Regions from separate parts of the Pan troglodytes genome. Here region 1 is linked to region 2. The links are chromatin contacts, called in public HiChIP or PLAC-seq maps. All regions are on one chromosome and are shown on one strand. The core of a region is the stretch at or near the end of the contact, and the rest is flanking DNA. Distances in the headings are between cores, read along the strand shown. Region 1 overlaps LOC134810795 (a long non-coding RNA gene). Region 2 holds the start of MRPL13 (mitochondrial ribosomal protein L13).

The links. HiChIP or PLAC-seq counts read pairs in DNA pulled down with a chosen protein or histone mark.
Region 1: a contact with region 2 is called in an H3K4me3 HiChIP or PLAC-seq map of stem cell-derived excitatory neurons, with 11 times the contacts expected there. The contact joins the enhancer-like site here to the promoter of MRPL13 in region 2. A contact is called at or near these places in 4 of 7 Hi-C or Micro-C datasets (blood, induced pluripotent stem cells, a lymphoblastoid cell line and 1 more), 1 of 1 datasets of contacts at active chromatin or transcription factors (stem cell-derived excitatory neurons) and 1 of 1 other capture datasets (stem cell-derived neural stem cells).

Annotation. Positions count from the first base shown.
Region 1 is chr7:131,254,185-131,257,655 of NHGRI_mPanTro3-v2.0_pri, forward strand. The region is part of intron 1 of LOC134810795 (a long non-coding RNA gene); the gene reads left to right. Among named protein-coding and RNA genes, the nearest start is that of SNTB1, 130 kb to the left of the region's middle. Within about 2 kb of position 1,372, at least 4 of the 24 cell types and tissues checked have an H3K27ac peak or open chromatin away from gene starts, as enhancers often do. A contact at or near this core is called in stem cell-derived excitatory neurons and stem cell-derived neural stem cells, where this site is marked.
Region 2 is chr7:130,759,714-130,762,945 of NHGRI_mPanTro3-v2.0_pri, forward strand. It overlaps MRPL13 (mitochondrial ribosomal protein L13), which reads right to left and starts at 1,515. Exons shown (of 7, transcript XM_009455842.4): 1 at 1,174-1,515. The coding sequence starts at 1,200. MTBP (MDM2 binding protein) reads left to right here and starts at 1,497. Exons shown (of 23, transcript XR_008536817.2): 1 at 1,497-1,694; 2 at 2,539-2,619.

The sequences.
Region 1 (3,471 bases), core at 122-2,621, 490 kb after region 2:
AAAACAGCAAGTACAAAGCCATGAGCTGGGAAAAAATGTGTTGTGTTGGACAAAATAAAGGAGGTCTTTATGAATGCAGAATAATGAGTTAGGAGAAGAAATAGATGGGATGAAGTTGAAAAGATAAGCAGGCACCAAATCATGCATATTTAGAGACCCATGGTAAGGAGTTTAAATTTAATTTTAAACAAAACTGATAATTATTTAAAAAGTTTAAAGTAAGAGAGTGCCATGGTCTGGTTTGCATTTTAAGCTTACTCATGCTGCTGTGTAGGGAATGGTTTGTAGGTTGGCAAGAAGAGGTCCAAGGAGATCATTAGTAGGAAAAACCAGCACTGGATGATGATACCTTGGATTAGGGTGGTAGCAGTAGAAATAGGCAGAAAAATGTATATATTGGAATAAAATTTGTAGTTATAACTTATAGGACTTGCTGGTGACTCAGATGTGGGTGCTAAAGGGAAGAGAGGATTTCTGCCTTTGGTAAAAGACTTGCACTTTATTTTAAAGCAATAGGGAGCCATGGAAGGTTTTAGCAGAAGAGTGTATACTCCTATGTTTTCCTGCAGGAGGCCTTCCTAGTTTTCCTGCAGGAGGCCTTCCTAGTACCTCCTGTTGACATTAATCTCTCCCTCCTCTGTGCCTAATGGTTTTCACTCTTACACACAAGGTGGCATAGATACAGGTTAAAAGCATAAGGAATTTTGTGGCTGAACCGATGCAAGTTGATTTGCGTTCCATGTCTACTTTCTATGAAATGTATGACTTGGATAAATCTATTCAACTCTGTGCCATTCTTCTTCAAATATGAGTAGCATCTAAATTAAAGTTTTGTTGGATTAATTAAATGAAACACTGGGTGAGAGAAATGTACTTTAGGAAGGGGAGGGAGAACACCTAGCTTTAAGTTTAGGGGAGTGGCACTTAATAATTATTATATCTAATATTTGTGGAGTAACTACCATCTGCCAGATACATTCTAAGTGTTTTACTCTTTATAACAATCTGATGTAATTACTGTTGTTATCCTCCTTTAAAAGTGAACAAATAGATGCCCATAGAGCTTAAAAAATATACCCAATGTTATACTGTAATGCTTAACTCATATGTAAGTATTTCTCTGTATTTTTATTTATCTATATCACTCTCAGACAGCAGGGAGTGGTGTATCTTCTCCATCTCACTCTCTTCTCCATCGCTGGCACATTGCAGAAAATAAATTCACATATGTGGAGTGAGTGGACTTCCAGCCTTTGACTCACATGTCAAACTTCCTGTTTTGACTAGATGGAGAGCAGAGTCTTGGAGTACTGGCTTTGTTGAGCACGTCCATGCCGCTGAGCTTGGAGTGTCCTGAGTGCAGCTAGCTAGGGAAGCTACTCAGCTCCCTGATGAAATCAGATCCCCACATGGTCAGCCAAGTGCTCAGCTGCCCAGTCCATGGTGCGATGATCTTGTGGCTAATTTGCTTGTGCTGTTTGGTCTCAGAAGCTTAGCAATGACACAATAAAACCTTTATTAACAAGACTATTCAGTGACTACTGGGGCAGAAAAAGAAAGCTGCTTTGTTTAAACCCTTTTGCAAAATCTCTAAAATGTAGTGGCTGTCTCCTTCTGCCTTGGTTAAAAACTGTGCAGTGAAAATGATTTGTGTCTTGAAATTGAAAAGTGAATGATCCTCATATATCTTGTAATGATTTCAGTGATGATTTTGGAGAGGAGGATGTGGGAAGAGATTGGGCTAAAAGTGCTCTGAGATGAGGCCTTAGCTTGAGATGCTCATTTTAAAATAACATGATTGGGGTGTATTTTCCCTCGGAATTAATCTTTTCCCTTAAAAACATTGGGTGGATAAAAAGGGAAAATTAATGAAAGTTTTTGGTTATTTTCCTAAGGCTTCCTCCAAATCTCACTTAATTTCTCCTCTAAAAAGTATGTAAAATGGTTTTTACTGACCCAAAGCTGTGCTCCTCTGTTTGGTTTGGTATATATAATTGTTCACTGGTCTGTAGGATAAGAAGGAAGAAGGGGGAAGTCACTGTTAAGAGGCACAGTAGAGAATGGATTGTTCTCTATCCTTCAAAGGGAGTTTTGGTGGATTTATTAGGGGAGCACCAGGGTTCAGAGCACGCTGTGATAGAATTGACATGTTGTGATTTACCAGACACTGAGAAGATCCCTCTGCCCAAAATAGACACACCTGCTTGTGGGTGTCTGGCAGGCCTTTAGCTGGGGACAAAGCCAGAATGGCCAGCTGTTCCCTCAGATACCCTCCCCACAGGCTGGCTCAGGCCTGAAATTCCAGCCTTGAACTTAAGGCTAAATTTTTCTCCACAATCTACTGCAAAGCACATACTTACTTCTCCCTCCTCCAACTCTAAAAGAAAGGTGTCAACAGACATTTTCAATGTAGTATGAATTACATGGACTTGTGCAAATAACAGAAATTATGGAAGCAGGGGAATTCTTCTTTCCCCTTCTCCCTGCTTAATTCTAAGACTTTGGTCAAGTCTTTAACTGCTTATATACCAGTTTCCTCCTTTTAACATGAGAATAATAAGCCAAACTGACAAAACTCTAGGGAGGACTAAATAACACAAACGTAGAAGACCACCTAGCAAAAGGCCAGAAACCCAAATGTCTATCAAAGGGACATTAGTAAATAAATTGGGATATTTACACAATGTCATATAATGTATCCCCGAAAAGAAAAGAAACATATCTGTATGTCCTGAAATACAGTAATGTCCAGGACATATTGTTAAGCAAAATAAGCAAAATGCATAGCTGTATTTATAGTATACTACAGTGTAGATAGGAAAGGAGAAGAAATAAGAAATACATATTTGTTTATGATTACAATAGCAAGATAAAACAAAAATCAATAAAAAATGCTTACCTATAGTTGGATGGAGGAAGCAGGTGAGTAGGGGATACAGAAGGGTTATGCTTCTCCACATACCTTATTTTATTTTTTGACTTTGAAATTATGTAAATGTTTTACATGATTAAAAACAAAAGAGAAAACCACATCAAAATATAACAATTTCTAAAAATTTAAAACTGAAAACGAAGAACTTAGGCATACATCAATTCTGTGGCATAATGATCTCAAGACTTATTTTAAGTGACTTTAGAACACATATTTTGATTGTACGTCCTTAGGGAGATATATCCTAAGGACAAAAAGAAGTACAAAGACATCTTAGATGGAATTTTGTTGGCTAGTTTTTAGTGGTGATATTTACATTCTTATTGAGTTTATTATATCTAAAATAGGATAAAGCAATTAAACAATTAAATTATCCTTAGGAGATAAAATTTTCAGAGCAAGAAAAGATGAACTTAAAAAATCGTTAAAAACTCTGTAGTCCTTATTTTGAATTAGAAATATTGGTATGAATTTATAGTTTATTTTTCTTTTTCTTAAAACTACAAATTTCTCAGTCATGTCTACTGACAAGGCCTAGA
Region 2 (3,232 bases), core at 265-2,764:
TGCCTCAGGAATAGAGCATTGTTTTTACAGTCGTCATCAATGTATTCAAATTCTTAGAAAATTCTAGGCCAGAAAGATCTCCACCAGATGCTTTCTCTATGCATATACACAAGAGGCTAAACAATGCTGGAAAAATAGAACGAGGCTAGCTGGTCTTATTTTAAATTTACTTATCACAACCTCAAACTAGTCTACATATAAGAAAAAGGCCAGTTTTTGTCCCCATCCATTGTAGACTAATAGTTTGATACTTAGAAAAAAAAAATTTTAATGAAAAAAATACAAATGCTGGGCGATGTCAGATTGCTAAAAAAGGTTTTAAAAGTTTTATTTTACTTCCTGTATTTATCTCATCACAGAGAGGCAACAAACAGCCCAAGGAAGGAACCATACTTGGAGCGGCACTGAGTTGAGAGTCATCTGAGACCGATATAACCCAAACTAACTCCTATTCTTCCACCTGAAACCTGGTTCAATCTCAGCCTTCCCTATCTCAGTTGATGACACACCCTCCAGTTGGACAAACCAAAAAACCTTGGGGTAATCCTTGTTTCTTCTTTTGCTGTTGGCCTATACTCAATCTTCAGGAAGTCCTACTGGCTCCACCTTCAAACAAAACCTGACCACTTTCAACACACTCCATAGTATTTCTAGCGTGGCCTCTGCACCATCACGTCTCGCCTGGATTACTGTAACACCCTCCAAACATATTCTTTGCTTCTGTCCTCTACTAACCCCTATTTCTGAACAGTCTATTCTCGACCCAGCAGCCAGAGTGCTCCTTTTGACACCAGGTCAGATCCTGTTACTCCGTGGATCAACACCCTCCAAAAGGTCCCCATTTTACTCAGTCAAAAAACAAATTATTGCAAGGGCCTACAATGCCCTATGTGATCCACCTTACTACCTCTCCGACCTGCTCTAATCCTCTTCCCCCCGCCCCCCCAAGAAAGACATGAAAAGGGCAGATTGAAAAGAAGAGGGGACGAGTAACAGACGAACGACATTAAGTGCTTGCCAGACTGACGACCCTCTTGTGCTTTCCCAAGTCACCTCCTGGCCGAGGGTCTCGGCTTCCCTGCCGCCCCAGCTTCACTACTTAATCTGCCGGAACCAACGCTCTCCTTCTGCCAGTATAATGAACCCCATCAAGCCATAAGAGTCCGAGCTCACCTGGGGCGCCCTAGAGAAACTCGACATATTCCTCTACTAGCAGGACCGTACGTCCTTCTCCTAGTAGCCACGCCGGGTCACTCAGCCTTACTAGCCCGGCGGGAAACGCTAACACCCAAGCAGGACAGTTCCTAGCCCGTCGAGCACTTGTCGGCTTCTCCCTCTTCCTCGAGTTTCCTCCAGTCTTCTCCACGGCAGCAATTTCGTCATGAAAGGAGCATATAATGCAGTTATTTAGGGAATAACTCCCAAAAATATCTCGCTTGGTGGAAAAACTGCGGAAAACCAACGGAGGACATAATTTCCAGCCGACCTAAACGAAGGGAACCGGAAATGCGTCATAGCGCGCGTCTGTTTGGATGTGGAAGCCGAGACCTAAAGTTGGGGGGTGATCTCTGAGGTGATGGATCGGTACCTGCTGCTGGTGATCTGGGGGGAAGGAAAATTCCCGTCGGCGGCCAGTAGGGAGGCAGAACATGGGCCAGAGGTGTCGTCGGGTGAGGGTACTGAGAATCAGCCGGGTAAGCGCTGGGATGAGAAAGAGCGGGAACGGCTTGTGGAGAGGGGAAGAAGTTTGAGTTTTGTGATCAAGTTCTGCTGAAGAGGGATCAATATGTAGTTGTCCCACGAAGCTGGGACTCTATCTGGGATAGAGTTAATGAGGGCTGCAAAAATAGCATCTTCATGGAAAAACAGGGACAAATTTGTGGATGCAAGATTCCAGCCCTTAGAAGTTCTTGGCATAGTAAATATTTAACTTAATAAATTTTCTATGCCTTAGTAATGGAATTTCCTGCTTTTTGGAAATATATGCATTTATTATTTCTGCTCCTGTGTTTCACATGCAAATAATACAGAAAGGAGGAAGATGGACAAAGATCTTGCTGTCCTACAATTTACATCTAATGGGAGGAGACATCCCACATATAACCTAAGTTTTAAAAACAAATGATGAATTTTAAATGATTTTAATTGTTTGCGATTGCACTGCTTTTTGGTGCACCCGTCTAGATTCAATATTGCATTTTATGTGTTCATTTGTTTCGATCAAACAGGCATTTTGAGGGGTAAATGTATGTGGTTGTGTATAAGGTATTGTCACAGAATTTCCCTTCTCTTTAAAATTATTCTTTTGAGGGGAATTTTGCATTCGTGCTAACTGACTGGCATGTACAGATCGGGAGCCTTTTCTATTTTCTCTGATTGCTTTAGATTTTCTGTATCAAAACTTGAACAGATCTTGAGCACCGTTTAGTACTTTTGTGTACAACCTACTGGTCTTGAGAGTCTCTGATGGTGAAATTGGACTAAGTTAGATTATGTAAATCTAGAGCCCTTTGAGTTAGTCTGTCTTTTCTTTTTCAGACTTCACAGCAGCAAATGTTTATCACCTCTTGAAAAGAAGCATTAGTGCTTCAATTAATCCAGAAGATAGTACTTTCCCTGGTAAGTATAATAAACTCCTCTTTTCTCTGGCACAGCATTTGTACTGGAAATTAACTTAATTAATTTGGACCCTAAGGAGTACAAGGAAATACTTCTTGACTGTGTACAAGGCACTGAATTACAGAGGTAACTAAGGGAGTACAAAACTGAAAAATAAATTACCCCTTTCTTCTAGATGCTTGAATATAGTAAAGTTATGAAAATTATTCTAGGTTCTCAGCTTGAATTTTGCTCCTTTTATGAAATTTTCTTGCCTATCTTAGTTCTGTATAACTAAGGGGAGTGTGGCTTTATGAGGATGATTTTATCATGAGTAAAAATATGTAAATAATGCTCCCACACGGATTTCCTTACCATTTATTTATTTATTTATTTCTGTTCTTAATTACCTATTTCTGTTCTGATTCTCTTAAAAGTACTTAATAATTACTAAACACGATGAGCTTTTCTCAGTTCTTATCTGCTTTGACTTTTTGAAGTATTTCGCTTTTTTGACCAACCGTACTTTGTAAAAATCTTTCCTCCTTTAGCTTCTACTGGCATTATACAAATGCATTTACTGACTTTGATAGTTATCTTTTCTTTTATTCCTGCTTCTTGTCCTTTACTGGAG